Regions from separate parts of the Mus musculus genome. Here region 2 is linked to region 1. A link is a contact called in public HiChIP or PLAC-seq data. All regions are on one chromosome and are shown on one strand. The core of a region is the stretch at or near the end of the contact, and the rest is flanking DNA. Distances in the headings are between cores, read along the strand shown. Region 1 overlaps Gm33699 (a long non-coding RNA gene). Region 2 has its middle 23 kb from the start of Gm39350.

The links. HiChIP or PLAC-seq counts read pairs in DNA pulled down with a chosen protein or histone mark.
Region 2: a contact with region 1 is called in an H3K4me3 HiChIP or PLAC-seq map of embryonic stem cells, with 6 times the contacts expected there. The contact joins two enhancer-like sites. A contact is called at or near these places in 1 of 15 datasets of contacts at CTCF or cohesin (large pre-B cells), 4 of 115 datasets of contacts at active chromatin or transcription factors (embryonic stem cells and large pre-B cells) and 2 of 9 other capture datasets (embryonic stem cells and embryonic trunk).

Annotation. Positions count from the first base shown.
Region 1 is chr9:61,051,198-61,054,013 of GRCm38.p6, forward strand. It overlaps Gm33699 (a long non-coding RNA gene), which reads left to right. Exons shown (of 6, transcript XR_003948174.1): 2 at 814-1,229; 3 at 1,552-1,972. Among named protein-coding and RNA genes, the nearest start is that of Gm46116, 4.3 kb to the right of the region's middle. Within about 2 kb of position 1,409, at least 10 of the 459 cell types and tissues checked have an H3K27ac peak or open chromatin away from gene starts, as enhancers often do.
Region 2 is chr9:61,617,298-61,620,224 of GRCm38.p6, forward strand. No RefSeq gene overlaps it. Among named protein-coding and RNA genes, the nearest start is that of Gm39350, 23 kb to the left of the region's middle. Within about 2 kb of position 1,369, at least 79 of the 459 cell types and tissues checked have an H3K27ac peak or open chromatin away from gene starts, as enhancers often do.

The sequences.
Region 1 (2,816 bases), core at 159-2,658:
GGCTCGGTGGCTATGAGCCATCCTGCTCTTCCAAAAGACCTGAGTTCTGTAGGTCACAACTTCCTGAAGCTCCAACTCTAGGGAGCTTCCTCTGGCCTCAACTCCGCCCTCCTCTGGCCTCCATGGGCACTTCACACAAGTGGAATACACACACACACACACACACACACACACACACACATAAATAAAACACTTTAAAAATGGCAAAGAAGATGTCAGCTTTACTCGTGTTTCTAAAGATGGTTAACCAGCGGTAAATATGTAGGGAACAGCTTTCGATACTGACACAAAGTCTAGGCAACTTACAGGAAGTATGACTTTAAATGACTTGTAAATCATCGCTGGTTCACAATTCCGAGGGTTCTAGTCACCTCCGGTGGAAGGCAGAGAGGAAGGAGGAAGAATGTATAAAAGGGCTGCTCGCATGGTGGCTGGGTCAGGAAGCAAAGAGAACTAGATGGGAACCAGTCCCTGGCTGGACCCAGCCCACTCCAAGGGACCCAGGCTAGCTAGCCATGCCAAGTCCTACCTCTTAAAAGCTACCCGACATCCCCAAATAGCGCTACCAACTGGGAGCACAAGCTCACACACGTGGGCCTGTGCAGAGGAGTCATTTTACATTTAGACCAAAATTGGAGTCAAAGTTTTCTAAAATGAGATTCAAATAAAACATTTAAAAAAAAGAATTAATTTTAAAAAACCACCCTAATATATGCACATATTGAAACATTACTCCTGATCTTATAAATCTGTATAATTATTATGAACCAATTAAAAACAAACACATTTACATAAGTAATTCTGTATTCAAAGGAAAAGACCCGGACTCCTGCGGTAATGATGTGTCAGTGCGGCCTTTCGGGTCACGTGACTCATCAGGACAGAGTGGGAGCTGAGTGACAGATGAAATGGCCGAGCAAACCCAAGGTCTGGACTGATCTACAAGGCACAGCCTTAGGAGGTGCACCATGCAGACAGAAGAACAAACTCCCAGCCGGGGCAGTTGCAGGGAGAACCCGCACATTTACGAACGATGAAGGACACTAGAGGATCCAAAGTAAACGACCAAGAAACCATCGAACCACCCAAACCTACAAAACGAGAGTCGGAGGGAGGGGGGATAGGAGGAGCCTAGACCGGAAGCCAATGGAATCATGGGTACTGTGGTCAGGCGTGAGCTGGAGAGCATTGTTCTAAGGAAGGCATCGGGAAGGGCTGAAGATGCTGAGGTGTGTGGTCAAAAGCTGTCGTCTTTAGATGGTTCCATAAAAGTGGATGTTTGCTGGGGTGTAGCGCAGTGTGAGAGGAATTGTCTCGAGTGAAGAAGGCCATGGGTCGGGTCACTCCCCAGCACCACAGACACCTATGTTTATGGAGTGGAATTAAGCCAGCATGGCAGCATTTGAAAATGGCCTACCAGGGTATGGGGAGGCCAGTGCAATCTTCCAGAGGGCCTCTGGGTAGGGGAAGGGGGTTCTCTACCAGGGGTCGTGAGTCAGTCCCTCTTTCCATGCTGTGCCGGCCTCAAGTCTGAGCTTTGCTTTTCCACAGGAATGCACAAGTGAGGCCCCAAGGGTCACAGCTGTCACAGCCTCTGATGCTGCTCATCGCGGCTTTGTCGCCTGACCGGAGGACCTCAAGAGCGCGCTCCTTACATGCACCTGTGCGTGGTTTTGACAGCTGTGGAAGGCGCATCTCCTTTCGACCCAACCTTTAACTTTTTGTTTCTGACCTTTTTGTTGTGCCTGTGGTGACAACATGTGTTGCTTAATGAGCCATTTTAAAGTGCACACAGCTCAGGGGCATGTAGTATGTTCACCGTGTGTGCAGCCACCAATTCTCTGGTTATACAACATTTTTTTTTTTTTAGAGACAAAAGACCCAACGTGAAGGACGTAAGGAGGATTTATTTTGACTCCTGGTTTTGGTGGTTTCAGATCACAGTTCTTATCTCTATTAATTCTGGACCATGGTAAGGCTGAACATCATTATGGCAGGAGTGTGTGGCAGAGGAGGCTCATCTAATGATGGGAAGGGGGAGGGGAGAGAGAGAGAGAGAGAGAGAGAGAGAGAGAGAGAGAGAGAGAGAGAGAGAGAGAGAGAGAATGCCCTGGACAAGATACCCCAGGTCCTACCTTCAGTGATGAATGTCCTACTGATTCTAACCCCTATAGTTTCCTTAGCCTCTTAAATAGCAACACCACGTAGGGTCAAGGTCAACGTGCAATACCAGAGCCTGTGGTTTCCTATTCAAATTCCAGGGCTTCCCCTCTGTGCAGCCTCTCTTTCCTTATCCAGTCCTCTCCAGGTTTCTCCTGGCGCCCTTGCTTCAAGCCTTTGGTTTCCCAGCAAGGACCTCAGACAGAGAGAAGCTGTATACAACAGGCTCACTTCTCTCACCAGCCGTCCATCTGGCATACCTAGACCCAGTGGCAGGCTGCAGGGATGTGTTCCGTTCTGGGAACTCAACCAGCAAGTTTACCTGACCTTCCAGGAGCAGATGTGGGTGCACCATCGTGTCACATGTCCCACAGATGATGTAGACACGATCCAAAGGAGTGGTTGATATAATAGTTCCTGAGAGTGTGTGTGAGAGAGAAGGGTGGGGAGGGGGATGAGGAAGGGGGAGGGGAAGGGGAGGGAGAGAAGAAGGAGGGAGAGAGGAGGGAGGGGAGGGGGAGGAAGGGGAGAGAGAGAGAGAGAGAGAGAGAGAGAGAGAGAGAGAGAGATCAACCCCTGTCTATTCCACCCTGAGGATCTTTGTGACTATAGTTTGTATTTATATGAACAGTGCCAGTGCTCAGTGCTATGCCCCT
Region 2 (2,927 bases), core at 119-2,618, 570 kb after region 1:
AAATAACTTTGGAGCTAGAGGTTTGTCAAAGGGGTTGAGACCCACAGGTTGAGAACGGCTGACCTAGAGGGAGGCCTGCCTTCCATATAGATAACTTAGCTGAGCTCCACCTCCGTAGACCAACTCTGGCAGTCAGGAGCTGGTGGGGACCAGATAGAGCAACCCCCTACCCCTACCCTAGTGTCTGTGGAGATGTTTCCCTAAGCTAGGGCTGGGGCAGAGCTGGGAAGTCAAGCTTTCCTCCTCTGGATGCTCAAAGATCCCAGGAACAGATCCATGGAGGACCCAGAATGTACTGGGAAAGAAAGAAGGCTATTTGAGCTCACCAGGCCTGCTAAAATGGAGGACCACAGGCTGTCAGTGACAGAGGAAATCAGTTTCCTCCAGGTCTGGAGGCCGCCATCCACGGTCAAGAGAGGGCAGGCTGATGTCTTCTGAGGCCTTCTTTCCTGGGCTTAGAGATGGCTATCTCCTTCCTGTGCCTTCCCACTGTCCCCTCAACCCCCACTGTAAATACTGTGTCCTAAATTCCTCCTCTTCTAAGGACACAGTCTTACTGGATTAAGGTTTACCTCAACGCCCTCTTTTTACTTCACCGCTATAAAAGCTGAGCCCAGATAGAAGTCCTGAGGTCTAAGGAGTCGCTGACATATGAATCCGATAGGACATAGTTCAATCCACTCTAGAGACCCAGGGGTTGATAAATGTACTTCTTGTGTCTCTGAGACAGCCGGGACCTCAGCACCTGTAAACCCACCCAGCTACAACTCACTGAGCGAGCGCATTGCTGACCCTTTGAGACCCCCCACCCTCACTACCCTGGCAATAACTGTTCTCCTGAGTCAACAGCTCTCAGGTTCCAGATTACCTCTTGGTAGGGAAGCCACTGAGGGTAAGAGAAGACCCCTGCCCTGACTCTGAGCCCCTCAGTAACGGGTCCTCCTCAAACCTGAGCTTATCAGCCCATGGCTAGGATCCCGTAACTTGGGATGACATTCTCAGAGCACTTCCGGAGCGCTCGGCCTCCTTTCTCAACAGGCAGAGGGGACTTCTGGTTTGCTGCTCATGGGAAAAAACAACAACAACAACAACAAAAAAAAAAAAACCACAAAAAAACCCCAAGAAATTCCAGTAAGGGATTAATGACTTAATTATAAATGCAGTTTGGAAATGTAAAGGTTATTAAGGAGGGAGAGAGATGCATGCTAATAAGAGACACGCTATTAACAGCAGAATAAAGATCCATTGTTGGCGCCACCATAAAGTTTTCCAAGTTTGGTAATAAAAACCACCTGGCCTGCACCAGGCTGGCTGCCATGGTGACGCACCGCGCTCTGGATCCGGCTAATGAGGCTTGTCTGCCGGCCTCTGATCATGCTCCCTAGGGGGTTTAGGCTTCCTGGTAAAATTGGCCCACAGGCCTCAAACCACTGCAGAGACAGGCAGGCCCCCAGCTTCTCAGCTACCGCCCACTGGGCCCTGAGCGCTTTGAGAGTCACCAGAAACAAGCCATTCCTGTTCCCACAGGAAACTAGCAGGCTGTTCTAAGCTGTGTGACCTTGCCCCTGTTTCTCAACCTCTCTGAGCCTGTTTCCTCATCTGCAAAGCGTGGAGATCTTACATCTGGCTCTAGGGAAGAGACACACACATGTAAAGTACCTCACACAATCATGGGACCGTCTTCAGAGGCAAGAGCACCAGAGCATCTCCTTCCAGTAACCCCACTCTAGCCTACTTGTCTCAGGTTACCTGGCAGCCCCACCCCTAACTGTGTCTGACCTCATTCACCACAGTGTGCCCCGGCACCCTCCCAATTTGGGCTCCCACATTCTTGAGGCTCTTGTAGATGCCACTCACACAACTCTGGCTGACCTCAGCTTAGGACATCTCTGGACAGCCCTGGCCCCACCCTGGGCTTGGTCATGGAACTTCACTTTGTGCTTCCTAACAACTGTAGAAAGATGGATGGCAGAGGAATGAGGAAAGGCTGAGGGGAAACTGCTGTGGCAGCTGGAATGGGCTGGGTCTGAAAAGTCTACTCCAGGCCCATTCCCTGGAAGCCTCAGTGTTCTCATCTGCAAAATGGCAACAATACTCCCTCTGGAAGACTTCCATGTGGGAAAGCTCTCACCAGCACAGGTTTTCAGTAAGGGCTCCTAACCATTGTTCTTTGTGTGTGTGTGTGTGCTCCAGGCAAGGGGCATGTGGGAGTAGGTATGCATGTTAGCATGTATGTGCACATGATGCAAACGCCTGCGGTGGACGCAGCTAGTTAGCTTGCTCCAGGGATAGGCTGCCTCTGCCTCCCTCCTGCTGGGATTGCAGGGGTGCTGCTGTGCACACTGAGCACTTACATGGCTGCTGGGGATTCGAACTCCCGTCCTCATCCTTGTGCAGCAAACACTTTCATCAGCTGAGCCACCTTACAGGGAAGTGGGGACAGGAGGAGCAGGGGAGGGAGCTGGCTCATCTAAAAATGGGGAAGGTAATGAAGAAATCTCCATCTAATTAGACGGGCTGCAGTTTTAATCAGACAGAGTTTCTCTGGCAAAACCTGTTTGCATGTTTTCTGTCATTCAGCCAATGTGTTAATTAGGCAAATAATATTAATAATGATATTCACTTTGGGAAAGTTAAGAGGGGAGGAGAAGGTGGAAGTGACAGTTTGGGGCTGAGCAGCCTGGAGCAGGGAGGGGTGTTTAAACTCAGAGGCAGCAGAGAGTAGAAGCAAGGGGTCTGAAGACATGCTGGCCAGGTAACCCAGCTCAGTCCGAGGTTCTCTACGCTTCAGTTTCCACATCAGTACCACAGGAGTGGTGAGGCAGGGGCATGCCCACTGGCTTGGCGCAAGAGGTGCTGTGTCCAGCTCCTGCCTGTCCTTGATTTATCTTCTACCTTCTACTTGCTTGTTTTTACAGCTGGGGCTC